Linked DNA regions of Mus musculus: regions 1, 3 and 4 are each linked to region 2. Evidence: chromatin contacts called from public HiCAR-type data. All regions are on one chromosome and are shown on one strand. Each heading gives the region's core, a stretch centred on a gene start, on an enhancer-like site or on the middle of the called end of the contact. The rest is flanking DNA. Distances are from core to core; before and after follow the strand shown.

Region 1 (6,868 bases), core at 1,154-3,653, 430 kb after region 2:
AGCTAAGATGGGAGAGAACATGTGGTATTTGTTTTGCTAGGTTGAGGTTACCTCACCCAATATAATATTTTCTAGATCCATCCAGTCTATTTTCCTGCACATTTTGTGACTGCACTTTGTTCATAGCTCTCCATGTATATGTACCAGATTAACATTATCCATTCATCAGCTGAAGAACAATTAGATTGTTTCCATTTCTTAGCTATTGTGAATAGGGCAACAATGAACATATCTAAGCAACTTCCTATGGAGTCAGATGTGGAATACTTTGAACATTCGCAAAGTAAAACAGGATCATATGCTAGGTTAGTTTTAGCTTTTGAGTACCCTCTATACTGATTTCCAGACTGGCTTCGTCTGTATGCATTCCTACAAACAGTGAATGTGGATTTCCCCTTTCCCCAGACCCTTGCCAGCATTTGGTGTCTGTTGTTTCATTGATCTTCACTACTCTAAATGAGGTGAGAGAAAAATATCAAGGTTGTTTTAATTTACTACTATGATTGCTAAGGATGATGAACATTTTTTGAGACATATTTCAGCTGTTTTTATTTCTATTGAGGACTCTGTTCAGATTCCTACACCATTTTTAATTGGGTCATTTGTTTTCTTGAATCTTTCTGTTTTCTGGATATTAATGTTTTGTCAGCAGGATAGCTGGCAAAGATTCTCTTCTACTCAGTGAGTTTCCTCCTCACTAAATGGACTGTTTCCTTAGTTATACTAAACTATTTTATGATGTTCCAGTTGTCAATTTTTGGCCATAATTCTTTGGCTAATGGAAACTTGTTCAGAAAGTCCTTTCCTACACCTAGATCTTGTAGGATACTGCATGTGTTTTATCCTATAAGCTTTAGCATTTCGGGTTTCAAATGGAGGACTGTGATCCACCTGTTGTTAACTGGTGTGCAGGGTGATATATATGAGCTTAATTTTATTTTTTCTAAATGGACATGCAGCTTCCTCAACACTAGTTTTGAAGATTGTGGATGTAGTTACACTTACTTGTGTTTGGGCCTTCTATTTTATTATTTTTATGTCATATAAGTACATTATATATTAAATATATTGCAAATATATATTATGTAAGAGTATAATATATAAATATTTTAATAAATATATGTTACTAAAGGTCAATAATAAATCTTGGAATATGGAAGGTAATTCCTCCAGTATTGTTCCTTTTGCTCAATATTGTTTTAGTATTATTTATTCTATTTCTCTTAAGCACGTTGATAGTATTTTGACTGGAACTACATTAAATGTATAATTTTTTGTAAGATTATCATTTGCACAATATTATTTCTATTAAGCCATGAACACGGGATGGCTTTCCATGTTCTAATGTCTTTCTCGAATTCTTTCTTCAGTGATTTGAACTGCTTATTGTAAAAGTCTTTTACCTCCTTGCTTATATTTATTCCAAAATATTTATTGTGTTTGAAGATATTGTAAATGGGAGCATATCAATAATCTCTTTCTCATTGTATTTGTTGGTGGTGTAGAGAAAGGCTACTGATTCGGTAGGTTAATATTGTATCCTGTCAATGTGCTGAAATTCTTTATTGTTTTTAGAAATTTTCTGGCAGAATTTTTGGTGCCATTTTATGTTTAGTATCATATAGTGCAGATAATTCTTGATTTCATCAAAGGGATAATTAATCTTTCCATTTCTTTTGCATGGAATCAGGTTGAGTCTGCCTTCCTGAGGGGTATTCTCTTGTCCAGATGATTGAGAGGCCCAGGTGGATTAACTCTTCAGAGATGAGACAGCATTATATAATATTCTAATCTCAGAAGCAAAGCAAAATGCTGTGTTTCTTTCCAGGTCAGAAGTAGATTCTATTCTTTTGGATAGATACAAAAAAAAAAAAAAGCTTTCCTTTAATGGGCTTCAACAGAGCTCTGATATGCATCCTCAGTGGCTACTATGGATACTGTGACATTAGAACTGGCCATCACTAAATCATGTGCTTCTATAAGTGTCTTTACAGTTGGTAGGAAAGGGGACATTTTATCATCCTGTTTGATAGGCACTGAGGATGTTAAAGATCCTTTTGCTCATTAAATTTAAAGTACTTTTGTATTCTTTTACCAACACTGACTCTAACTTTAATTATTTTGTTTGTTTGGCTTCAACATTTTCATCACATTGTCACATCTCTTGGATTCCTTCCCTTTTGGTGCATTTGAGGTCACCATCAGCATAATAAAATAAGAGAACAACAGACTATTTATAACTCATTCATATAGATTTCATAGAGTCAGTTCATTCTCAGGTATTTTCAACTAACACACCAAATTCCCAAGCTTGTTTTTCTTCCCCAAAACCAGCTCCCGCCCTTTAACTATCACTGGCCTGGATTCTTGCACCAGATGTGTTCACCTGGAGCTCAGATCCAAAGGAAGGCTGTTTACTCTCCTCTCCTTTAGTGCCTCAGGTCACATCTAGAGAATTTCTCTACAGAGAAAAGGGTTGGAAAACACATTTCTCATTCTTAGGAGGAGGTAATTAAATAATTTCCTTTTATGATACTGTCTTTGTTCTCCTCATGAAAAGAAAAAGCGTCCTCTTTATCACGTTAAACAGGGCAAACTAGTATTTCTAACCACCCTTCCAAAGTTAATTAACATGTAAATACTTGTCAGTAAAAGGTAACACTTCAGTGATTAGCATATAAATGGGCCAGGGACAATATTCTGCCATAAAGGAGACAGCTTGGAAGAATTTGCCAAATGTATTTGGAAAGAAAAAAATAAAGATAAAATAGAATAAGGTCTCCATCATTTCCATGCAAACAGTTATGAAATTGAATGTCAGCTGAAGCCTGAGGTAAAGGGAGAACTACCCTGCCTGGATTAAATGAGGTGAAGTTTGCATACACACTTGGTTTTATGCATATGTTTACTCAATCTCCATGACAGAAAGTAACTAATTGTTTATGTCCAGAAAACACATCATGTTTGCTTGGTTTTAATGGATAACATCAGTGAAGGCAACAGAAAGCCATAGGTGGGAAGAGACTTCAAGGGCTAATTTTTCTACATTGAGTGTAATGATTAGTACACTCACAAAATTGCACATGCAGAGATTGCTTCCACTCAGCCCTGAATTTGGGTTTCAAATGAGGTAATTGTGCACTTAATGATCCGTTTGCACAAGCAATTACCTGATTGGCATATGCCAGGTGAGCTTTTGAGAGATAACAAAACAAATGCACTACTTGCTTTGTATCCTTTGCATCCTGGCTTGAAAAATAAAATAGTTGTTGTTATATTATATTGGTGCTATTCTTACTAGAATTGTGGGTTGATGTGTGAATTGCATTTTTATGCTAATGAAACACCACAAGTCATTAGTTTAAGAGGAAAATACACTCTCTGACCAAGCTAGCAAAATATATTTATTTGTATTTATCATTAAAACCATAAAATATCTAAGCCAATACCAATTTAATACCAATAGGTATTAAAATCCTTTTTTCAATCCCAGATGTGCAAATTTATGCATGTCAGGTAAATATGCCAAAAAGTTCTTCAAAATTAAGGTGATGGATGATCTTGGTCACATGAGCTGTGAATCTGTTTATTAACCACTACATCTTTTTATTTGATGTGTGAATGCCAAGTTGACAATTCTGAGGCTCCTCATAGGTCAAGGTCAACTTTAGGGGACATCTGTTAGTGTGCCTGTGTTCAAGCCTTGTCTACTCCTCCAATAGGAAGGGCTAATGACTTAGATTTTGCTTTTGCCATCACTAAGTGGAAGGTAACCCAACTTAGTTGAAGTTATCTTAGCCAAATTCCATGGCTTCCTTTAGAATTGGCAACACCACTGAGTTGGGGTAAAATTCAATTGGTTTTCCAAGTGTAAAAAGTGGTCAAGCTACTTCAGTCCAGGAGGTGTAAATACTCTTGAATGATGGAGATCTGCACATCCCACCTGGAAGCTGACCATTTTCCACTACACTCACAAAGTAGAGTAGTTCTACTATCATGCTGCATAGTAGAACTTCCTGTGATAATTGGAAACAACCCATCACCTGAACCGTTCAATATGGTTGTAACTAGACATATGTGGTTATTGAGCATTTCATGTATACTTAATGGAATTCTGGAGCATTATTTTATAATTTAATTGCTTTAGTTAAAATTTTGTTTCATTGTACATATTCATTGTATATGGTGCTATGTTACATAGGATATTTTCATACAAGCATATTATGGAGGTTTAAATGAAAATGGACTTCATAGTTTATATATTTGAAAGTTTGGTTCAGATTTGGTGGATTATTTAGTAATGATTATGAGGTGTGACCTTCTTGAAGGAAGTATGTCTTGAGAGTCAGCTTTGAGGTTTAAAAAGCCCACACACTAGTCCCAGTCCCCTGACCCATCCACCTCACCTTCCTGATCACCCTGCCTACTAGTTGTGTATCAAATGTAAGCTTTCAACTCCTTCTCAAGCACCAGGCTTGCCCAGTTCCTGCTATGCTTCCTGGCTATGATGGTCATGGAGTCAGCTTCTGAAATTATAAGTTTAACATACCTTCTTTACAGGATGCCTTGGTCATGGTATCTCTTCATAGCAATAGAACAGGGACTGAGACACGTATATGTTGAGCATATCCCCTATACCATAGAACCTCCCCCTTTTCTCACCCTTCCTTCTTATTATTGATCTCCTGTTTCTCTAGATATTTCCATTTATATTTTTGTGACTTACAAACACTCATACTTTTGAATATCTACATAAAAATCTGATAATACGATAGAAAATCTACTAAATTTGTTTGATATTGGCTTAATTTAATTAATATGATTATCTTCCATTACAACCATTTCTTGATATACAATATAATTTCATTCATCTTTATAGCTGAAAAAAATTCCATTCTACATATGCACCACTGTTTCTAAATCTATTCCTAGGTTCTTGGATACTCCTGTTGGTTTCATACTTGACATGTGTTTTCCTCTGGTATTAGTCAGTGCAATGAGGAAGATCCAGGACAGCTTATGTGGTAATATTCCAACTTCATGGACTATGAATTCTCTCTGCTGCTCACAATCATGTATTCCTATCCTTTAAAACTATTTAATGCTAATTTTCCTTTGCTATAACAATTTTTGGTACTCTTTGAGTCATTGTCTTACCTGTTGCTTGATATCATTAATAAGCCACAAAAGCACCCAGATACAAGAGTGAATGAATCTAATATTATTAGAATCAAATGGAAAACAAAGCAAAAACAACAAAGAAGCATTGATATTAATGAATAGAAGAGCTCTTCTAGGGTTTGGAACATCTGCTGTCTGATTTCTAGTGGCAATTATAGAAAATTGCCCTCTAATTGAGAAGGAATATTAGTATACCAGGAAAACGTAGCCAAATTTCTAAAATCCTAGGTCTTAAAAATTACACCTAATCTGACTGAACTTTGAAAGTATGCGTAAAATCATAGAACAATATAATTACTGAATAATACAGTAACTAGAAAAGTCAACAATAAATGTATTATGTCTCAAGTACTGATCTAAGACAGTGCTTTATAGGATTCATTTATCTTGACAGCTTTATGTGATAGTTGTTACGGTTATCACACTTTTACTGAGTAAAGAAATAGATTTCAAAAGTCCACCACACTTGCTCAATTTTATAACAAAAACATGAAAGAGGGCTGAGGCTCAAGCAAGACATGGTGGACTCCAGAGCTTTTCACAGTACATAGAATGCAGGATATTCTAGAAAAATCCTAGAATTTCTTACGGGAGAATAATGTTTTCATGCTCAAAAACTAACTCTTCTAAAGAGTCAATAGCCATGCATCTGAGACTAGGGAAACTGTTTTACAGATAATTCTAAAGATAAAGGCAGAGATGCATTTGGCCCAATTGTTCTCTAAAGTAAACATTGATCTTAGGTCTTTCTACAGAGATGGAGTGAATCACTCAAGTCTAGGTTTGTGTGAAAGAAAATTCCTGGAAATACACTGCTCAAGTTTCTCTCACAATTACAAATACATCCATTCATTAGTTGATTTGGGGGCCAATAGTCCATTGACTTTTTTCTTGAGTCTTATAATTCTTCCTATAGCATATTAAGCTTTTGCAAATTGTTTTGAGAATCCCATTCTTACCCAAGTGGTAAGATTGTTTTAGAATTTAAACAACAACAACAAAAAATGGCAATGTAGTACAATAAACATATCTATAATTCTGTCTCCTAGAAACCAGGATGTAAAACAGATGGGAGGTGGGGCTATAGGTAGAAGAAGGTGTTTTCCTATGATAAGTCTTCAGCATGTGTGTACAAGTACACACACACACACACACACACACACACACACACACACACGAACACACTGTGCATAAACTTAAAGAAAAGACCAGAACACTAGTATTCATTAAGTGCCTCCCTTTTCCTGTCTCTTTATCTATGTAACTTGCAACCAAGTATTCTTTGAATATTCTCTGCTGAATCTATTGTGGCTATATAAAAAAAAGTTAGAGATGTTTTAGAACTCTTATTAAAACAATGTATAACATCTGTAGATACTTTAAAAGTTACATATAAAATAAAGCTGCTGGCAGCAATGAAAAATAGAAACTTTCCCAGATAATTCTTCATAGCAGGACATGATCATATCCAATTAAGTTGAGCTCTGTTCAGTAATCACTGTGTAATAGGATAGAATCACAGAGTAATAGGATTTGTTTAAGGCAAAGATGGAGGAGCTTAATACACATTAGATACCTTAAATGCATTAAGAATTTAAAAGACCAATGGATATAAAACCTTTTTGGGGGGAACAAAAAGAAAATGAAAATATTAAGGGTAAGATAGACAATTTCTTGAAAGAGTCTT
Region 2 (6,923 bases), core at 3,699-6,198:
ATGTTCTAAGATATAATATTGGCATAGTAATCTTGGAAATAATAATAAGAACACAATTATATAATACCATGTAATTTAGACGATGGTAATTCTTAATACTCATAAGAATACTATTGTCTTTATGTTAGCATAAAAATATCAGGCTTCTGAAACCCTGCAGTGACCTCTATATTAAATCCAGTGTTCTGACTGAAACCATGCTACAGGACCCCATTTCATTTGTGGGGCTTACTTTGTTGATAAGGTGCCTAAAAATCTGAAAATTAGAGAAATGGCTCTTATTAAAAACAAAATATTCATTATAAAATATTTTATAGTTATATTACATATTATAATTATATATTATAATATAGAAAGCAAAACATTCTTAGGATATAAGAATAAGAATCCGGCTACCTGCTGGAGTCTTAACTGGACTGTCTGCTGCCTGAAACTTATATTGTTATATACCCTTCCACTCTAAGTCATGCTTACCTAAGGATAACACACTGAACACTGGTAAAGGACATTTTCAGTTAATTCACTCTCTAGGCAGACACGGATGCAGGGAGGACAGGTCTTGGGAGGACCCTGCCAATTTACCAAGCATCAATTCTCTGTGTACAGAGGGGAGACTAGATACCACAACATGGACACTGAAGGACCAATTCGAGTGGCCACTTAAGATCAGAAATACAATTTGAGTTGGTTAGCACAATGATTAGCATTAAAAAGAGATGGAACGGGCCCAGCAAGACAGCTGGGCAGGTGAAGACTCCACCCTCTAAGTGTCATGATGTGGGCTGGATCATTGGGATCACATGATGAAGAAAACTGACTCTCAGATGTCATCATCTGATCTCCATACCCACACCATCATACACATGTGCACACACACATTCATATAAAGCCAAGAAGTAGACACATTATACGAACATAAAACCACTGACTTAGTGTTTAGCATTTTGAGGATAGAATCTAGAGCCTTGTTCATGCTACACAAATGTTCAACCACTGGCCTACTTCTCAGCCAGCCACAATTCATTTTCTGCTTTAATTATAATTTTAATCTTTCTTTCTTTCCTTTTTTTCTTTCTTTCATCTTTAAAAAAAAATGTGTGTATGGGTGTTTTGCATATGAGCATGTCTGTGAATCACATGCATGGCTGATGGCTACTAGAACCCAGAAAAGGTCATTTGATTCTCAGGAACCCACTGTGTGGGTGCTGGGGCTTGAACCAGTATCCTCTGCAAGAGCAGCAAGTGCTCTTAATTGCTGAGCCATCCGGGCAGCCTGTTATTCCTTTCTTTCTTCCCAATAAATACAGGGTTTTCATTCTTGCAGGTCCTTTACATCAGAGTTTTCAATATAACAATATCTCATTGCCATTACAGAGAAAATAAGGATGATATCAGATATCAAGACTGTCTCATCAATAATGGTCCCATGGGAGAGTGGAAGAAGACAGCATAATTTGTAAATGATAGGATGGGCTAATTTTTCAGAAATTTCTTCTGGAAGAATAGATATAAATGTCAAAGAAATAACTGTCTTTCATCTAGCGCCATAGGATAAAATACTTAAACGTGGCAAACACTTTGGACCTTGAGAAACAAAGCACACACATAAATTGTGAGATGTCCATCCCTGGTTAATTTAATAAGGTCAAAATCCTTTTATGTATACAGGCATCATCGTTCATCTCTACTTGTTTATATGTAAGAGATATGGACTGTGCAGAGGCCATTATGTCTCCTGGTAGCTATAAAGCTACCGTGGACATCTCCTTCCACTTAACTTGTCAAACTGCACCAGCTGCCCCCCCTACTGGTAGTGGGGAAATTGCAGGGTAGACTGTTGGTGTTCCTTGTCAAGTCTACATCAGCCCTTTGAGGTTATAAACTAGGATTTAAAAGGTCGAGCAATGGTCTTGTTTGTTTGAACAGAAAGGTAATCTACACATCACTGTCACTGAAGCCTGGAAAGATGTCAGAAGGCAGGTCATTTCTTTCTACTAAAGTGTCTTTTCTTTTATTACCAGCTCTATAACAAGATTATTGAAATGATTCAACAATAGTCATGGCACTGCTATAGAAACCTGTTGAAAGTAAATAATAAAAGCATTTTATCTGAATGGCTGTCATCTTCCTGTTGAGGGATATATTTGTTACATAAGTGCATTTGTGTGTGAGTCTGCCTATGTGAGCTGCTCTAATTTGGTTATGCGGATAGGTGCCATTGTAACTTCATTTTAACCCTATTAGCAAAGAGGGGAGGGCAAGCAGTCTCAAACTGTAAGTCAAAGGAATTGCAACATGACTGAGTGCACTTGAGTCCCAACTGTAATTTAGCATTTGTATTCATCTTAAGCAGCTCAATTAGAAGAAGAAGAAAAAAGGCCACTGCCTTTAGAATAATGTTTTAAAATGCACTGGCTATTCTTAATGACAGAGGGTTAACCATTTTGTCTGTAAATTGTATCCTGCATTATATGTAGATTGGATCAATTTTAATAAATTAAACTACTATTTATAGCTTAGTATTTAATTTCCTTAAATATCTTTTTTATTATTTATAATACTAAACAACATGGACTGAGGAATTTTTAATTATGCTATGCTTTTCTATTTTATTCTTATCAGGAAACCATGATTTTGCAAAGATTTAATAATATTTTCATTTTCCTTAATTTCAAGTAAGTTATATTATCTGAAACTACTGAAACTGACTTATTAATGAAGAAAATTGCTTATAAAGTAGAGTAAAGAGACCATATTTTATCAATGTATCTAGAGCTTTGTCCTCGTGGTTCTGCCTAGTGGGTGCTGCTTGTTAAAAGTGAGACAGATAGTTCTTGGCTAAAGTTCCACAAATGGGGAAATGTGTGGACCTTTATACAGTCTTCTCTCTTGGATGAGGAGACATTTTTATTCCTAGGGAAGAAATAACTAAGTCACTCCAGGGAAATCTGCGCCAGAGAAGAAAGATTGCACAAAAGCAATGTCTCTCCAATTCTACTGTCTAGAAGGAATGGATAAGACAATGGGACAAAGAGACACTTTGTCTATCTAACAAGAGTATAAGGCAACATGTTACAGGTGGGACATATCTTAGTTGTTGGAAATGTTTTCTATTAAAAACTAGAAGCAATTAACCTAATTGAATGGTTTGCGTTCTCCCTCTCTCTCTCTCTCTGTCCATCTCTATCTCTGTCTCTCTTTGTGTGTGTGTGTGTGTGTGTGTGTGTGAGAGAGAGAGAGAGAGAGACAGACAGACAGACAGAGAGAGAGAGACAGAGATATAAACAGAAAGAGATGTATGTACACCTATGAGTAGGGAAGATATGCTCACTCATGGGTGTGGACAGAGCACAGGTCAAGGGAAGGTGAGCTTTTGATACTTGCTATGTATCCAGCTAATATCCCCGCCCACAGTAATATGTTTCAGATGCTACAAGTATTGTTACACTGATTCTTATTTAATGTTCACAGATCACAGTGCAGTATGGACTTTATGATGCTCTCCCTGTGCTAAGATGACTCAGGGCCATCGTGGGCCTTGCTCGACTGCGTGGATTAGTTTCCTTATTTGGCTTTCTTTTTGAATTGAGTATAATTCAAATATGAAGATAATTTATCCTAGCAAATTTCAAGAGGGAAAATACTTTCTTGGTAACTTGATAGCATCTTGAAATTATACATTAACTTTGCTATTTAAGAGGACAGAACAGAATTTTCAGGTGCATTCTGAATATACTGGTCAATACAATTAGTATTTTTTCTCGCTTTCAATTCTATTAAGATTGTGTTATCTGAAGCTCTGTCTGGAACTTGATTATGATTCTGAAGATTATGGGAACCACAGGACTGTTACTATTAGTGTAAAAGGCAATTAATTTCAAGAGAGTGACTTTTGACTCTTTTTAAATATTTCATTCTAAGTAATAAATATTCACAGTAGGAAATAAATCTGAAGAAAATGCATAAAAAACTGTGCTAAGGTATGAACTGATTTATTTAATGTCTACTCCTACCTTTAAAGTGTAGCTGAAGTCTAGATCTATATGGCATTTGTTCATTCTTGTCAATGAAACACTTTAGCCAAGTAAAACCGAAGTTAGCTTCACGCTCCTGTCTGTGAACAAATCAAAGCTCCGAAAGATTAAACTGCTGCCTCAGATATATGCAGACACGTACACAGCATCAAAACTCCCATGACGCTCAAAATGAAATAACTGACAATTCGTGTGTAAATTAAAGGTGCCTGGAAATATTACCAAAAGTCATTTTCCATACACAGGTCTTGCAAGGGATTGGAAAAGGAAGCAAGTTCCTGCGCAGCGCTATGCGGTCCGCATGCATCCATCAGCTGGCCGTTCTCGGGAAGAAAGAAGCTGAGTTGACAGCAGCTAATGCGAAGCATGAAGGGCACGCCTTAATGGAAAGAGGGCTTCTTCTGACCAGGAGTTTTCCCTTCTCATCCCAGTGGTGCAGCTGTTAGTTTGACATTGACATTCAGATGAGTTAGAAGCGGAAGGACAATTTCCATAAAACAACTAGCTGGCTTTGTTAAGTAAAACAGGTCCATTTACCTTCCCAGCCCAATAAAGTGTAACCAACCAACAGTTACAGAGAAAGGAAACACCCAGTGCCCAGCCCACATTCCTTTATCTGTGCATATTGGAAGTAAAGAGGTTTGATTTTACTGACTTTATATTTGGAATTTTGTTTAGTATTTTCTAAGTATAATAATTGTATACTAAATGATCTTTTTATACATACAAACTCAGCTGACTTGACACAACTTGGAGGATGTGGTTTCTATCTTTGTGACTTAAAATGTGTGTGTGTGTGTGTGTGTGTGTGTGTGTGTGTGTGTGTGTGTGAGAAGTGTATATACATGGGGCGCACATGAGTGGAGGTCAAAGAGACCAGAGTACAATTTGTGGGGGTTGGTTCTCTCCTTCTACTCAGTGGGGCTGGGGCCAGAGCTCAGGACAACCTATGACAGCAAGGGCTTCTAACCACTGAGCAGTCTCACTGACTGATGTTTCCCATCTTTCTTGCCAGTCAGAAGAGTGTGACGGTTCTCTGGGAAGTTCTGAATCTGAAATATGATAGGCGGTAAACAAGTCTTCAGTGCGGCTGGTATTGATTTTACTAGGTACAAAGAGGTTGACAATGAAGGCAATGAGAGACGCAGCCTCCTCCTTTAGGAAGCTTATACCCATTTTTCAGAGAGTTAAATCACAGCTATGTGGCCTCATGTCCATCAAGACATTAGTATGGAGGTGGTTAAACCTTCAGAATAGATTTTATTATGTTCTGTTAATCTATAGTCCCTTGTTAGTCTATTTAATGCCACGGTTATTATCAAATAAATTGTATTTACCAGTATCAGAACATTAGTGCCCAGTGCATATATATGCAGTACACGACATCCTGAAAGCCAACCAGGAACATGAACAAGTTTAAGCCAGTCACTCACCGAGTTGGAGGATATGCTGAGAACATGTGATTTCACCATTCTCTAATGCAGAGCGTGCAAGGTAACACTTTCACCTTGCTATCCTGAAAGTTCTAACCGAAATCGATTAGTGAGGGTAGCATTCAGACACATCAGACCGGGGGTGGGGGGGGGGGTGACTCCGCCTGTTTTGATTTTATTGCTTAATTTTTAAGTTACTTTTCTTCAGATTGTGTGTGGAACCTATCTACTGCTTTCAAACAAGCAGGAAAAATCCTGCTGAAGTAATGGTAGTCAGAATCAATAAATAGAAACAATGGAAACTAAATTAAAGCAACAGCCTGATTATTTTACAACTTGAAACAATATCCCCAAAATGAATGTTAAAAATTGCCTAAAATCGATCTGCAACCCTATAGGTGGAACAACATTATGAGCTAACCAGTACCCCGGAGCTCTTGTCTCTAGCTGCATATGTATCAAAAGATGGCCTAGTCGGCCATCACTGGAAAGAGAGGCCCATTGGACTTGCAAACTTTATATGCCCCAGTACAGGGGAATACCAGGGCCAAAAAGGGGGAGTGGGTGGGCAGGGGAGTGGGGGTGGGTGGATATGGGGGACTTTTGGTATAGCATTGGAAATGTAAATGAGTTAAATACCTAATAAAAAATGGAAAAAAAAATTGCCTAAAATCAATGAACATTTTGGTCTGCTGAATTTCTATTTACCCTTCAAAGATCAGTTGTAAAGATCAGTTGATGGTGGCCTCCTCTGTCTGAATTAATAACCGACTCCAGGGTATATCCACGTCCATTTCAGTTCACATCAAGATGAAATACAATTCCTTCTTTAGCTGTTTTCTTTATGATATTTATAGTTTCATACTTTCAGTGTTTGTATTTCCTTTTGCTCCAAGCTTTGGAACATAGTAAGATTTTAAGTCATGTACAGATTCTGTAGAGATCAATGAAGATTGTAGATGCTAACAATCCGCAGCACCAGCAGCCATCTGAAAAATATTCTGAATTAATCTTTAATGCTTTCTTCTTGTTTGGTTAGTGGCTTATTTCATCCTAACATACATTAAGATTCTGTTTAAGTTTTATTAAAACATCTCAATTCTTTATTTTATACCATAGCACCCTAATATTTTCTGACATTGTATTAAACTTTGAAATAGGCTGTTGTAATCATTTTTCCAAAATTTAGGCTACTTTTATATTACCCATCTATGAATAACACACTTTTTTGAACTTCTTCATTTAATTAATTATTATCAATATATGAATTAAGACCTGTGTCACATCTCCAACCCTAAACTTGACACAGAAACAAGGTCCACTGTGAGCGGTGTGTATTATCTACCTTTTAAAACATACAGGCAACGCAAGTACAGAGATACTGCTTGAAGAGTGGCTATGTAGGAGACTAAAAAGCAAACGCAGAAAATAAATGTCTCTTTCTATAAGTAGCATC
Region 3 (6,958 bases), core at 782-3,281, 330 kb before region 2:
AAAACTAAATTTCAAGCCATTGGTAGCACCCTATGTGGTCTATAGATATAAATGCAAGCTAGAGGAAAATGATATAATCCTTAAGTAAAATTCGTTTTATAATTCTATGAATGTAGTTTTCACAATGAAAAGTAAAAAGGACTGTAAAGAGACAAGATCCCAACAGCAAAGACCAATAAAGGAAAAAACTTTCAGACAATAAGAAACTATTAAGAAGAGGTTCCAGCACATGATATCAGAAACCACTTAAAAAATCCCAAATCTATAAGTTTGTTCAAATATAAGAAAATAGATAAGAAATCTAGCAGAGACTAAGTGCCCATTACATAGGAGAAAGCATAGGCATTCTAGAAATCAAAATGAAGCAAAAGTATTTAAAGTTAAGGATTTAGAACACTCAACAAGAGGTTATATTCAGCTGAGAGAAGAATTAGCATAGAACAATGCACTTCAAAGAAGAAGTCTGTGTAGTGGGAGGTGAGTGAGTGCCAGCCAGTTGCCTTACTCTTTGCTGCTGTTGAAGACTGGAGGGCCATAAAGAAAGGACCTTGGAAAGAGCCCTTAGAAATTGACACTACTGCCAAGGTAAAGAAAGGTCAAAGAGCTTTAGAAATTTAATGACAATAAAGAAAAGGAAACTTTCATTCAAGGAACAACAGAAACATATCATAATAGAATCCATGATACTAGAAAACAGAGGATGACAAGTGTTAAAATAAATGGAAAATGATTTCTATAAATGCAATAAGACATACTTTAATTTTCTTTTCAGAGAGAAGGAAAGAAATATACTAGGTGGAAATTTGGAGAGTCAAGTGGAAATGCAGAGCAAAGATAAGGAGGTACACGGGCAGATCTAAGAAAATAGTGCTATAAAGTCAAAAGCATTCATGCAACATCCCTGTGAGCTGTGGACCACATATAATTTAAATGTATGACAAAAAATTAAACTAGAGGAATTTAAATGTGCAAGATTATTATATTCTCCCAGAAAAAAACCCACAATTAACACTGTACTTTGATATATCAGTGCAAACTGCAATGTCTAGAATAGTGAAAAATGTGATTTTAAAACTAAGAAAAAGTTGAAATAGAATGAAATTAATACATAAAAGTCAAGGGAGGGAAAAGCATTAATATTTATAAATCATCTTAATGTTTTAATTAGTTGAGAGAAGTTGTCATATTAAGTAAGTCAGAACCCAACTGTATTTTATTTATAGTTCTTCTGTAACACTAAGATTAAAATTATTAACAGTCAAAAAATAGAAAACGTATAACACACAAACATTGGCTTAAAGAAAATTTGCGTGACTATACCAATGTCAAGCAATTAGCTTTCAAGGTAAAGCTTTTTAAAAGAAAATGTTAAATTGCATATGAAGATAAGTCAGCTACATTGTATGTATCTAGCATAGTCTCATAACACAGAATACATATACTGGCAGGGTGTTAAGAAGAAACAGTCTTGAGATTCAGCCACAGATTTTTCAGTGATTTATAGGAAAAGAGGAAAATAAATCTTTTATTTCACTTTATATCCTGATTGAGCCCCCTCTCTCTTCTCCAAGTCCCATGCTTAAAAACTCCTCCCTCCTATTACCTCCTCTTTTTCTCCTTTTTTTTCCTAGTGAAGCCCACCTAGGGTACCACTCCTGCATGGGACAACCAGTCCCAGTAGTGGAAAATAAACCTTAAGGAAATAAATATTCCAATGCTTACATGGTAATTCACCTTGTGCTAAAACACTGATTTAAAAACAAACTAATTATTATGAGACCTTTGAACTATTTCTATAAAGAGTTAATTTTTAACTTGTTTCCAATACTTAAGAGAGTACACCATAGATATGGTGACTCATAGTTAAAAACTGAGAGGACTGAGCTAGGCTGACTCCATGACAGACTCAAACTGGTAGTTCAGGAGACTAGGGCCAAGTTTCAGTTTCCTAGAGCTGGGAAAGTCAGTCACTGGAAAAACCACAGCCAGCAGGAGCCATACAGAAAGAGGCTGCCCCACCACCGGGCCTGAGGCAAGAGCAGTGACTCAGCAAGTTTCCAGGCTGCCCCAGCAATGGCTCTAGAATGTCCCAAGAGCCCTAGCCAATCCCAAAGACACTTACACTCCAATCAAGGTGAAGGTCACCAACCCCTTCATGGAATTCCCCTAGTCTACTTTAAGTTGAGCCTGCAAGCTCACGTGGGTACCTTCATCTTGGTAAATGGTAGACCGCTGCATATACGTCTGCTGCAGGATAAAATGCTCTTTGCTTTTGCATACTATTTGAGTCTGGGGTATCATTCTCATCGAATCATGGATTCTTACAAACTACGCTTTTCTTCCTTATATTCTGTCCCTCCCAGTACAGTTCCACACTCTGTACACCCACCTCGAGGGAAACACAGGAGCCAGTGGATCTTTCCTTTTCCCTCACTCTGAGGATCCAGCAGTTCTTAAACTAGTGTTGACTCTAATTTTTTTTTTACCATTAACTAATTGTATGAATCTGATAACTTCAAATTCTTTGAGCTTTAATTTCCACTTCAATAAAAAGCTTAAAGAACATCGAGCTACCATGATTGTTGTAGTAATAAAGATAAATGATGTTATCTGCATTTGTGTGCTTCTGTAATGATCACCAAATCTGTAAGACAGATACACTTAGCTCTGTAGTACTTTTGCTTAGTCTAGCGGTTCAGTATGTAGCAGTACTTCCCAGTTTGCTGGTGTCTATGCAAAATCTCCTGCATTCATTAGAGTGCAGATGTTTTCCACTCAAGGCCTTCAAATGTATTTGCTTATAGTAGAAAGGTTTCAATGGTTCATCTCCATCCTCAAATTTTTTTTGGGGGGGGGGATCTGAGTTATTCAGGATATTTTCTAGTTCCATCTATTTGCATGCAAAACTCATGATGTCCTCATTCTTTTTTATTTTCCTCACATTTTTTATTAGATATTTCCTTCATTTACATTTCAAATGCTATCCCAAAAGTCCCCTATACTCTCCCTCTGTCCTGCTCCCCTACCCACTCACTCCCACTTCTTGACCCTGGCATTCCCCTGTACTGGGGCATATAAAGTTTGCAAGACCAATGGGCCTCTCTTTCCAGTGATGGCTGACTAGGCCATCTTCTGATACATATGCAGCTAGAGATACAAGCTCTGGGGGTACTGGTTAGTTCATATTGTTGTTCCACCTATAGGGTTGCAGACCCCTTCAGCTCTTGGGTACTTTCTCTAGCTCTTTTATTGGGGGCCCTGTGTTCCATCCTACAGATGCCTCTGAGCATCCACTTCTGTGTTTGCCAGGCACTTGCAAAGCCTCAAGGAGACAGCTATGTCAGGGTCCCTTCAGCAAAATCTTGCTGGCATATGCAATAGGGTCTGCGTTTGGTGGCTGATTATGGGATGGACCCCTGGGTGGGGCAGTCTCTGGATGGTCCATCCTTTTGTCTTAGCTCCAAACTTTGTCTCTGCAACTCCTTCCATGGATATTTTATTCCGTATTCTAGGGAGGAATGAAGTATCCACATGTTGGTCTTCCTTCTTGATTTTCTTGTGTTTTGGAAGTTGTATCTTGGATATTCTAGGTTTCTGGGCTAATATCCACTTATCAGTGAGTGCATATGAAGTGACTTCTTCTGTGAATGGGTTACCTCACTCAGGATGATATCCTCCAGATACATCCATTTGCCCAAGAATTTCATAAATTTATTGTTTTTAACAGCTGAGTAGTACTCCATTGTGTAAATGTACCACACTTTCTGTATCCATTCCTCTGTTGAGAGACATCTAGGGCAAAAGATACTGTGAATAAGACAAAAAGGCCATCAAAAGATTGGGAAAGAATTTTTACCAATCCTAAATCTAATAGGGGACTAATCCAATATATACAAAGAGCTCAAGAAGCTGAACTCCAGAAATTCAAATAACCCCATTAAAAAATGGGGTACAGAGCTGTGATGGTTTGTATATCCTCGGACCAGGGAGTGGCACCATCTGAAAGTGTGGCCGTGTTGGAATAGGTGTGACCTGGTTGGAATGGGTGTGTCACTGTGGGTGTGGGTATAAGATCCTCACCCTAGTTGCCTGGAAGTCAGTCTTCCACTAGCAGCCTTTGGATGAAGACATAGAACTCTCAGCTCCTCCTGCGCCATGCCTGCCTGGATACTGCAATGCTCCCACCTTGTTGATAATGGACAGAACCTCTGAATCTGTAAGCCAGTCCCAATTAAATGTTATTTTTTATAAGACTTGCCTTGGTCATGGTGTCTGTTCACAGCAGTAAAACCCTAACTAAGACAAGAGCTAAACAAAGAATTCTCAACTGAGGAATACAAAAGGGCTGAGAAGCACTTGAAAAAATGTTCAATGTCCTTAATCAAGGAAATGCAAATCAAAACAACCCTGAGATTCCACCTTACACCAGTCAGAATGGCTAAGATCAAAAATTCAGGTGACAGCAGATGCTGGTAAGGATGTGGAGAAAGAGGAACACTCCTCTATTGCTGGTGGGATTGCAAGCTGGTACAGCCACTCTGGAAATCAGTCTGGTGGTTCCTCAGAAAACTGGACATAGTACTACCACTAGATCCAGCAATACCTCTCCTGGGCATATAACCAGAAGATGTTCCAACTGGTAATAAAGACACATGACCCAATATGTTCATAGCAGCCATCCTCAAATTTTATGTGTTCCGAGTTCTTTACATTTCCCTCAACTTCGGTGATTCTCAATCTTTGCTATAACAACACTCACCTATGGGATTTTATATAGTGAGAGATGCCAATGTTATATATGAAGATTCTGAATTGTAAAAGTATGAAGCTTTTCTATGCCTTCCCTGGCTTTGAATAACAACATGGAGGATGGCCTTGTTGGTCATCAATGCGAGGAGAGGCCCTTGGTCCTATGAAGGTTCTATATCCCAGTCTAGGGGAATGCCAGGGCCAGGAAGCAGGAGTGGGTGGGTTAGTGAGCAGGGGGAGGAGGGATGGGATAGGGGGGGTTTCAGAGGGGAAACCAGGAAAGGGGATAACATTTGAAATGTAAATAAAGAAAATATCTAATAAAAAGGACCTTAGATATGAAAAATATGTACATTTCAGTAGCCTAAGTATTTTAATATGCCTCTACATTAATAACATCAATGCAATGAACAACATATAAAAAACTAAGTTATAAGTTTTACTAATCAAATTGGCAATGATAAAAGCTGGTACCTTTTTATAAGCAAACACTTACCGTCATATGACAATGAACAAGCTATTGGCTACATCTCCTGAGGGCATTTGGTAGTATGTATCAAAATTCAAAGCATCATTTTTGACCATTTATTTCTATTTCTACTAGTTTTCCTGCTGACAACTAACCAGATAAACATTAATGAGTGCACAAAATATCAGTATAGCCTTTAATACAGAGAAAGCCAACTGTACATTAATAAAAGATTGGTAAAAGAATGCTTGAGGATTACGGAAAAAGTAATAATTTTGCATAAATGAAAATACAGTAAGTGGAAATTTGGAGTGATTTGTCTCCCTTTCATTGTACAGTAATTCCCTCAGTGCTTTTTAGTGTGTGGTGGGGTCAAACCAAGATTTTGTTGTACTGTATTTCCAATCTACATTTTTTTTCCTTTGTCAAATGAATATGTTTATTATTTAGAAAATACAGCAATTCTCATAAGGGAAGAAAGAAGAGAAGTGTAGAAAATTGGAAGATGGGTTTCCTGAGTTTATTGATGTGCTGGTAATAGCTAAAATTTGGGATCTTGCTCTGACAGAATAATACATTTAGCACCTTCACCTGGTGATAGCTGAGTTAAATTTCAAAGACCGACATATTCCCTGTGCTCACTCTGTAGACAGAGAAAGTAGGCCAATTGGAAACTATCCTGATACACTCTGATAGTCCCCTACACAGTGAGTATTGCCGTAGGCATCTGATAGGCATATGAAGGCTTTTAGTATTCACATTGTGGACACCTTTACAAAACAGGCTCAAGTGAACTGGAGAAAAGGGATGGGGGAGGGAATCTTGGGGTGTTTTGTCTTAAAATGAGAATTGATTTTTGGTAACTAACTAGGGTCCAAATAGTCTAACTGCAACAGACTCCTTTTTCCAAAAGTCTCACTATCACACCTTTTGTAAAGTGTCACGCTTTAATTGACAATTAAACCTACCTGATGCACAATGAGGTGTGTGAGTTTGTTTGTGAAGAAGTGCAGGTGGATGCCTGAGCTAACTGCTTTTATCTAGACCACAGGTGCCGCATTAGGTGTGTGTCCTGTTAGAACCACTGGTCTTGTTTAGTGGTGCTGTAGACTAATCTGTTCAAATGATATCTTTTTCTAATTGGTATTACTTAGCAAATCGCTAAAAACATGATGTATTACCTCATTAATATTCAAGAGCTTTCTGTAAGGGAGATAGGCCAACAGGTGCTTTCTTCCACCAAATATCATGAAAATTAAAAATGTTTCTTTGTAAGTTATTGCCAATTGTATAGAAGAAAAGACTATAATACAAGATTTATAATAATGTGGTTTTGCTCCAGTTGTCTTGACCATAACAGACTATTCAGAGTTAGATAAGATGTTGTCCAAAATTATTTCTGGGCTGAAATTTGCCTCTTTTTTTGGTCTACCCCGTTAACAGGCCTGTGGCTACCTTAGCTTTGGGTTCTAGCAGCCTCCTGATCCAGGAGATTTGATCTGAACCAAAATAAAAGGCTGAATCTTGGTCCAGATTTGGGATTCTGGCATCCCTCCCACAGTCACACTAAGGAGGAAACAGCGTAAATGATCAGGAAGATGTAAATCAAACAGGAATGAGTTTCACTTTATCCCGTAATATTAGCAAAAATTAAAAAGACTAAGACAGGGCTTTTGAGCCTATATGGAAATAGTAACTTTCAAACACCATTGCTGGGGCTATAAATTGGTACAAAACTTC
Region 4 (6,919 bases), core at 1,361-3,860, 330 kb after region 2:
AAAGCCACCTACTGAAAACAGTCTTGTGTGAGCCTCGTCTCCACGAACTTCCAAGAGAGGCAACAAACAGCAATGGTGCTGATGGAGGCTCAGCAAATGAGGCACCATACTCCTGCACAACAAAATGGACATCTCATTTATCCAGTCAGGATACTTGACTTAGCAAGGACTTAGTACAATTGAAACCAAAGGGCACTGAAGGGCCATAAGGTTTTTGTTCAGTTTACAAAATTGTGTGTGTGTGTCTGTCTGTCTGTCTGTCTGTCTCTGTCTGTGTTTTTATTTGTGTCCACACAAGTAGAGATGAGAGGCAAACATCAAGTGTCCTCCTGAATCACCCTTCCCCACCTTATTTTTTATGACAGAGTCTCTCACTGAACATTGATCTCACTGACTGAGCTAAACTGGAATCCCAGGGTTCTAACTGTATCTTTCCCCAGGATGAAAGTTACAGTTTACCACAGAGGGCTTTTGAAATGGGTGGTAGATGTCTTGACTCGGTCTAATGCTGGGATAGAAAGAACTTGCCTGACACAAGCCCCATCTCCAGACCCCTGATTTCCAAAAGTTCTAGGATGTCATGCTTTCTGATGAAATTCTCTAACATCCTTCATGGCCATGGGGGGGGGGGGGAGCAAAACCAACAAAAATGAATTGAAAGCCAATTACTTGAAGAGAAATATATAGAAATCTTTATTGATTGTCAGTGCAGATGACTCAATCCCAGGCTTATTAATCTCATTATTCCTATGAGACCCAACGTTCGCATAAACAGCTCTTTACCCTGTTTACATGCAAATGCTTAGTAAAATGTAAATATATTTGTTCATTTCTTCATTTTGTCTAGTTTCTAAGAAGTGGCTTTCAAAACAGTTATTACATACAGAGTGTTATAGATAGATCCAAACTACTATTGAAAATAACTGACTAAATGCATTATATGGGTTTAGTTTTGATGTTGTTTTGTTTTTTTCTTAGCAAGAGCTGGGCTACTTACCTGTGAACCATGTAATGAAGGGTATCATTTTTCAAAAAGAAATATAACTCTGACTATAGCTATATCTACTTTAAGAGAAATTTTAAGTAGCTTAGCATTTTCATATAGTAATTAATGTGGCTTGTTAAGCCTTAAATGTATTATTCATGGGAGCAAAGAAAAGAATGCAAATTTAACAGCATACCATTACTCATTATATGGAATCATATAATTCATACTTTATATGAACTCACATAAACTCATGATGTAATACATATTTAATTTCTTTATTCAGGTAAGAGTGAGGCTAAACTTACTCAGTTATACAACCATTTTTGATCAAAAAAGAACTTCATGAAAATGATTCCTACTCCTACAAGTAATAGAAATGATCACTATAATATAATTTCTAAATAATGGAATTCCAGACTTAGCAGAACACTTGCTTATAAAATGGTCTGTTCTATGGTATCAATGTTTCTGTCATCTTCAAATTCATAGTTTGGAACTTAGGGACTTCTGCAATGATGTTAGAGGAGTTCTTTCAGTATGACAAGGTCATTGGGATGGAGTTCTTGTGAAGGATATCACACCCTTGTAAAAGAAGGCTGGGGGAGCTTGTCAGCCCTTCTAAGCTTCCTGTATGTGTGGTTGCAACAAGAGGCATCATTGAGGAAACAATGTAAAAGTTCTTCCTAGACTTTCAGTCTACTGCTATTCTCATCTTAGACTCATTTCCTACTCTCAAGAATGCTCACATGTTTTTCTAGTACCTTAAGATACCGAAAACGGACTCATACACACAAGCTTCTAAAACACATGATCCACACATTGATCCACAAATTATAAACATCAATTTTCTACTTTGTTCTTAGTGTAACCCACAAATCCTTTAACCACAAGTTGATTCCAAGTACTATTGTTCTGTTGCTACATGTGTATGGTTATCTATATTTAAAGATATAATTATGTGTCAGTAGCAACTATAGTCTCTTTGGTTCTGATTCTAAAATCACTGACAAGAATTTTATTAGCTGTACAGCACAGAAGTACAAATATGACTCCTGAAGTTATCAGATGTGTAAATAATATACACATTTAAGGACTGAAGAGTATCATTACCAGCTAGAGAGACCACGGCACTTGCACAAAAGCAAACACGTTGATCAATAGGATAGTGGACTCAGATATAAGTCCACAGAACTACAGCCTTCATATTTTTGACAACAATGCCCAAAAAACAAATATTTATAGTTAAAGAAAGGTATGCTATTTTTTTTAAAACAAGACTGATGGCTTTCAATTACTGTCACACTAGAACATGGGTGGTAGTTATGCAGGTGGAAAGAAATTATATACTTTTGGTAACATAGAAATTAAATGACATACTGATTATTTAAATGCTGTTTTGTTTTGTTTGTTTTGTTTTTTTAAACTGCTTAAAAGTTATTACAGTAGTCACAAGTCAGCACAGACCTTTGCAAGCCTTGCCAGTGATGACTGGATGAATTAGTGTGAGAGAACACTTTATTGTAATGAAGAATTTCTTTTGTCTGATTAGGAAAGCAGATACTGTGAGCTTCTGAAAGAAGAATTCTTTCTAAACAGATGGAATTCATTTAAATAAGAACGGCAAGCACTGCGCAGACAGAAGAGCAATGGCTCCTGATATTATCATATGAAAGTACTGTCTAGGTCATGTGACTAACAGTCCGGCATGTTAGAGCCAAGCAAACCAGCTCTGGTGGCCCACATTTTAAAGAGCCATTGCTGATCATTTCACACTGGCCAGGTGTGGAATTCTGAAACCTTCCTAATTTTATGCATGTATTATTAGACCATTGCCAGGATTGTAGTTATCGCCTTACTTCATATAGTGCCTCTTTTGGCAAACTTTAAGTAACCACATTGATGTTAATCTCCACAGTTTGAGAAAGCAGATGCAGCACATGTGTGTGAAATGAGCTCCATGTGTTCAACTTTTCAACGCAACCTCTTTTCTTTAACCAGAATTATCATTAATAGTATAAGTAGCCCCACATCCTGTGTGTGTGTGTGTGTGTGTGTGTGTGTGTAATAGGAATGATTTAAGATAGCTGAAAAGAAGTTCATTTTAGCTTTTTTTTGGGGGGGGGGACAGTTATAATTAATGCATAATAAGACTAGACTGGGAAACTGAAAATTCCATTCTGAATTGAGGCAGATTTTCTCTGCAACTCTGCTGCCTCTCCATTGCCTGTCCTTCCTTCCTTTCTCTTTCTTTCTTTCTTTCTTCCTTCCTTCCTTCCTTCCTTCCTTCCTTCCTTCCTTCCTTTCTTTCTTTCTTTCTTTCTTTCTTTCTTTCTTTCTCTCTCTCTCTCTCTCTCTCTCTCTCTCTCTTTCCTTTATAGTAACATTTAGAGTTATGACGATATCCCATAATCTCCAAGTAAATACATCTGTTATCCAAAAGTCCAAATGGTCTGAAGTACATTTTTTTGGTTCCAATTTGAAAATCTGTGCCAGGAGACACTGATTAGCTGAGCTTAGATCAGGTGCCCATTCTTGGTACAAGATTATCACAGGCATGACTTCTGAGGCTTCAGGTATATAAATAAGAGACATATTTATGGGTTGAAGAGGGTCGTTACCAGCTGGACCGTTGAGATCATTGAAATAAAACAGAAGACCAAGTAAAATATATGTATTATAGCCACCTAATTTTTGACAACAATGCCACAATATATTTTGGGAAAAGCCCCTTCAAGAACTGGTGATGGGAAAATTGAGAATCTACATGATGCATAATAAAACTAGATCCTTCCCATTTAGCCTACACAAAAATAAACACCAAATGGGTTGATATGAAGCCTGGAACTATGAAAATGCTTGAGGACATTTTGAAGAAGTGCCTCTTGAGACACATGCATCTTCAAAGCCTTCTTGACTGAAACCTAGCTGTTCAGGAAATAAGGTCAACAGCTGACAGATATGACATTGTGAAATAAAACACTGATTACAGCACAGGAAACTTCATGCAGTGAAGGGGAAGTCAACACAGTGGGTGAAAGATCTTGACCAACTGTATCTTAGAGTTTTACTCCTGTGAACAGACACCAAGACCAAGGCAACTCTTTCAAGGACAGCATTTAATTGGGGCTGGCTTACAGGATCAGAGATTCAGTCCATTATCATCAAGGTGGGAGCATGGCAGCATCTACACAGGCATGGCATAGGAGGAGATGAGAGTTCTACATCTTCATCTGAAGGCTGCTAGCAAAACACTGGTTTCAAGACAGCTAGGATGAGGGTCTTAAACCCCACACCCACAGTGACACATCTACTCCAACAGGGCCACACATTCTAATAGTGCCACTCCTTGAGCCAAGCATATATAAATAATCACAGTGTGCATCTAACAGAGGATTAGTATCTAGAATATACAAAGAAAACCTCATTAAATGAAATACTTCTGCACAAATTTGGAATTGTGCATCATGAATTGCAATTTTTATGATACATACAAAGATTTTTGTTCTTATGATAACATGATGTGCAATTATGGAAAACAAAGGCTTTTAGTACTTTCCTGACAGTCCCCAGTATCAAGCTATCAAATAACTACCCAATTAGATTTTCCTGTGTTAGAATATTTGGTTTTAAAAATTGCTATTTTACTTGTTTACTAGAGTTTTGTTTGATAAAAAAATTAAATAAATTTTTGCCTGTGAGCAAGACAGAATTTCTAACAATTTTGATAATAAGCCTAAACCTGTTACATATTTTACTATGTATTCATTTGAAGTGGTGATGAGCATTAACAATTATAAAGTCAAACTAATTGTCAAAAATCTGGAAGATACTGAAAATGCCCTGTATCCTGAACTATTTAGACAAGATTTAATTCTGTACGTAAAAGTAAACAATTACAGATATATCATTTGCATGCAACTTTGCTTTAGTCTTAGGAACTGGAAAAATGACATGTAAACCAAAGAAGTTTTAAAAGTAAATTTCTTGATGATTTATTATCAGTAAATAGTCTATTTGTATACAACTATATACCCAGAGTTATATAAACATTTCTCATGCAAAAGAGGTTATAAGTAGAAAAGTTTTAAGAAGCCCTGGTCTTAAAGTGTAAGAAGAAAGTTTTATTTTATGCTAAATGTATTGTGAAAGCATGGGGAATTTGGGAACAGGCCAAAGACTAGTTTCAATGGTTGTCTTGCTACTGTAGGAAAAACAAACTGTAATCGTTTAAAGTCTATTACCTTCATTGTAACATTAAAAACTAAGATTCCATTTATATCATTTTACAAATATTTGCTTATAATGAAAGTCGCCTGTTGGCTAAACCAAAGTACTAGATGAATTCTCCATGTTCGTTATTTCACAACTTTGAATGTACTACACATGTCAAATACTACGCTGAGCATTGAAGACATGACATAAGCCAGGTAGAGAAGATTTATCTTCCAGGAGTTTCCACAAACAGTAGTACAGAAGAGAAAGGGAACAATGTACTCCGTTTTTTATACTATGTATTTACTGCTATGTTACAAAACATCAAAAGCACAGTAGCTATAAACAACACAGTTTTTGCCCAGTTCATATTCCTGTGGGCCAGAAATATGAGGGGCTTAGTTGATTTTGGCTCTGACCACACTGTTAGCAAGATGATGGCCAAGGTCATAATAAATGGAACCACGGGCTAGAAATTAGGAATTTGCATTCCAGATGGCCCCTTATCTAGTTGGTCTCTGTAGACTCCAGTTACTTTTCCCAGTAGAACTTCCTAAGAGTGAACTTCTCCATGCCATGCAATTCAGGACAAAGTGTGTGTGTGGAGGGGGAGGTGACCATGCCTTTTATAACTTACTCTTGAAAATAATTCATAGAGATTTCTATGACTTTCAGGTCTTCAGAAGTAAACCATTAAGTAGTCACCATATTTTAAGGGAGGGTTAGAAAAAGTTGTAAAACTATAAACATTCTTTAAAACCATGATAAAGAAATATTAGGAAAGCAATGAGTGCTATATATTATACAGAGTTGGAGAATCTGAGCTGACTTCCCAAACCTGTATCCATATGCTTATCACTAACCCCAATTAACTCATTGATTCACCAAGCTATACTACTTCACTCATGCACAGTTTCCAGGGAATGAAGGAAAGACAGACAGTAGAGAACACAGACAGAATGCTCTGATGTGGTGGCCTAAGTTCTCTTCTGGAGAAGGAACAGCATACTGGAAGATTAATGTGTTTATTATATAAACTTGAAAGAGAGCCAGGTTATTGCCTACAGCTGAACAAAGAGGTGGGGTTATTACGTACAGATAAACAGAAAGAAGGGTTTATAGTATACAGCTGGATCAAGGAGACAGGCTCAACTAATCTTGGTAGATGCAATCTCTGTGGGAGAGTCTTCTTGGGGCTGTAAATGTGCAATGAGAGAAAGCTATGGTGGAGATTTTCTGCAAACACTGTCAAAATCTACACTTGGACCAGATGAATTCTTTGCTGTGTTTCTGTTTCTTAGCCTGACCTCAGAGGGACAGCTGTGCCATTCCACCATGGGTCTGTAGCTCTAGGCTCCTTGACATGGTCAGGCACGTCAGCAGCACATATTCACTCAGGAATTTACTCATGGGCTTTGTCTGCACCCTACACTACACTTGGATGGACTCTTTTATTTGCGATGGGTGACCTATCTAGAGTGAATAAATATTTGTTCACATCATGCCCATAATAATCACATGACAGCACCCTAGGCAAAGGTAGAAGAGCCATGGGCATAATTCTAAGTAAGAAAGCGAGGTGCTCTAGATAAGTGGATCTATGGAATCTTGTTCAACCCATGTAGTCAGTGTCAGGGTGTCCTTTCATCTTACATACGCCATTCCTTGAGCACGGTGAACCACTGATTATAAAACATATCTCAATTCAGATGTGTGCAG

Evidence for each region. HiCAR-type assays count read pairs that join an accessible place to other places.
Region 1: a HiCAR-type map of embryonic stem cells shows a contact between it and region 2, with 4 times the contacts expected there. The contact joins two enhancer-like sites. A contact is called at or near these places in 2 of 484 Hi-C or Micro-C datasets (both in embryonic stem cells) and 1 of 115 datasets of contacts at active chromatin or transcription factors (embryonic stem cells).
Region 3: a HiCAR-type map of embryonic stem cells shows a contact between it and region 2, with 7 times the contacts expected there. The contact joins two enhancer-like sites. A contact is called at or near these places in 1 of 484 Hi-C or Micro-C datasets (cortical neurons) and 1 of 115 datasets of contacts at active chromatin or transcription factors (embryonic stem cells).
Region 4: a HiCAR-type map of embryonic stem cells shows a contact between it and region 2, with 3 times the contacts expected there. The contact joins two enhancer-like sites. A contact is called at or near these places in 7 of 484 Hi-C or Micro-C datasets (the N1E-115 cell line, cranial neural crest, embryonic stem cells and 2 more) and 2 of 115 datasets of contacts at active chromatin or transcription factors (acute myeloid leukemia and embryonic stem cells).

Annotation. Positions count from the first base shown.
Region 1 is chr4:12,659,111-12,665,978 of GRCm38.p6, reverse strand. No RefSeq gene overlaps it. Among named protein-coding and RNA genes, the nearest start is that of Triqk, 240 kb to the left of the region's middle. Within about 2 kb of position 2,403, at least 4 of the 459 cell types and tissues checked have an H3K27ac peak or open chromatin away from gene starts, as enhancers often do. A contact at or near this core is called in embryonic stem cells, where this site is marked.
Region 2 is chr4:13,093,941-13,100,863 of GRCm38.p6, reverse strand. It overlaps Gm11820 (a long non-coding RNA gene), which reads right to left. Exons shown (of 9, transcript XR_390410.3): 2 at 6,176-6,456; 3 at 5,468-5,559; 4 at 4,257-4,473; 5 at 4,014-4,114. Among named protein-coding and RNA genes, the nearest start is that of Gm11820, 6.1 kb to the right of the region's middle. Within about 2 kb of position 4,948, at least 6 of the 459 cell types and tissues checked have an H3K27ac peak or open chromatin away from gene starts, as enhancers often do. A contact at or near this core is called in embryonic stem cells, where this site is marked.
Region 3 is chr4:13,416,719-13,423,676 of GRCm38.p6, reverse strand. No RefSeq gene overlaps it. Among named protein-coding and RNA genes, the nearest start is that of Gm46881, 99 kb to the left of the region's middle. Within about 2 kb of position 2,031, at least 36 of the 459 cell types and tissues checked have an H3K27ac peak or open chromatin away from gene starts, as enhancers often do. A contact at or near this core is called in embryonic stem cells, where this site is marked.
Region 4 is chr4:12,766,337-12,773,255 of GRCm38.p6, reverse strand. No RefSeq gene overlaps it. Among named protein-coding and RNA genes, the nearest start is that of Triqk, 140 kb to the left of the region's middle. Within about 2 kb of position 2,610, at least 13 of the 459 cell types and tissues checked have an H3K27ac peak or open chromatin away from gene starts, as enhancers often do. A contact at or near this core is called in embryonic stem cells, where this site is marked.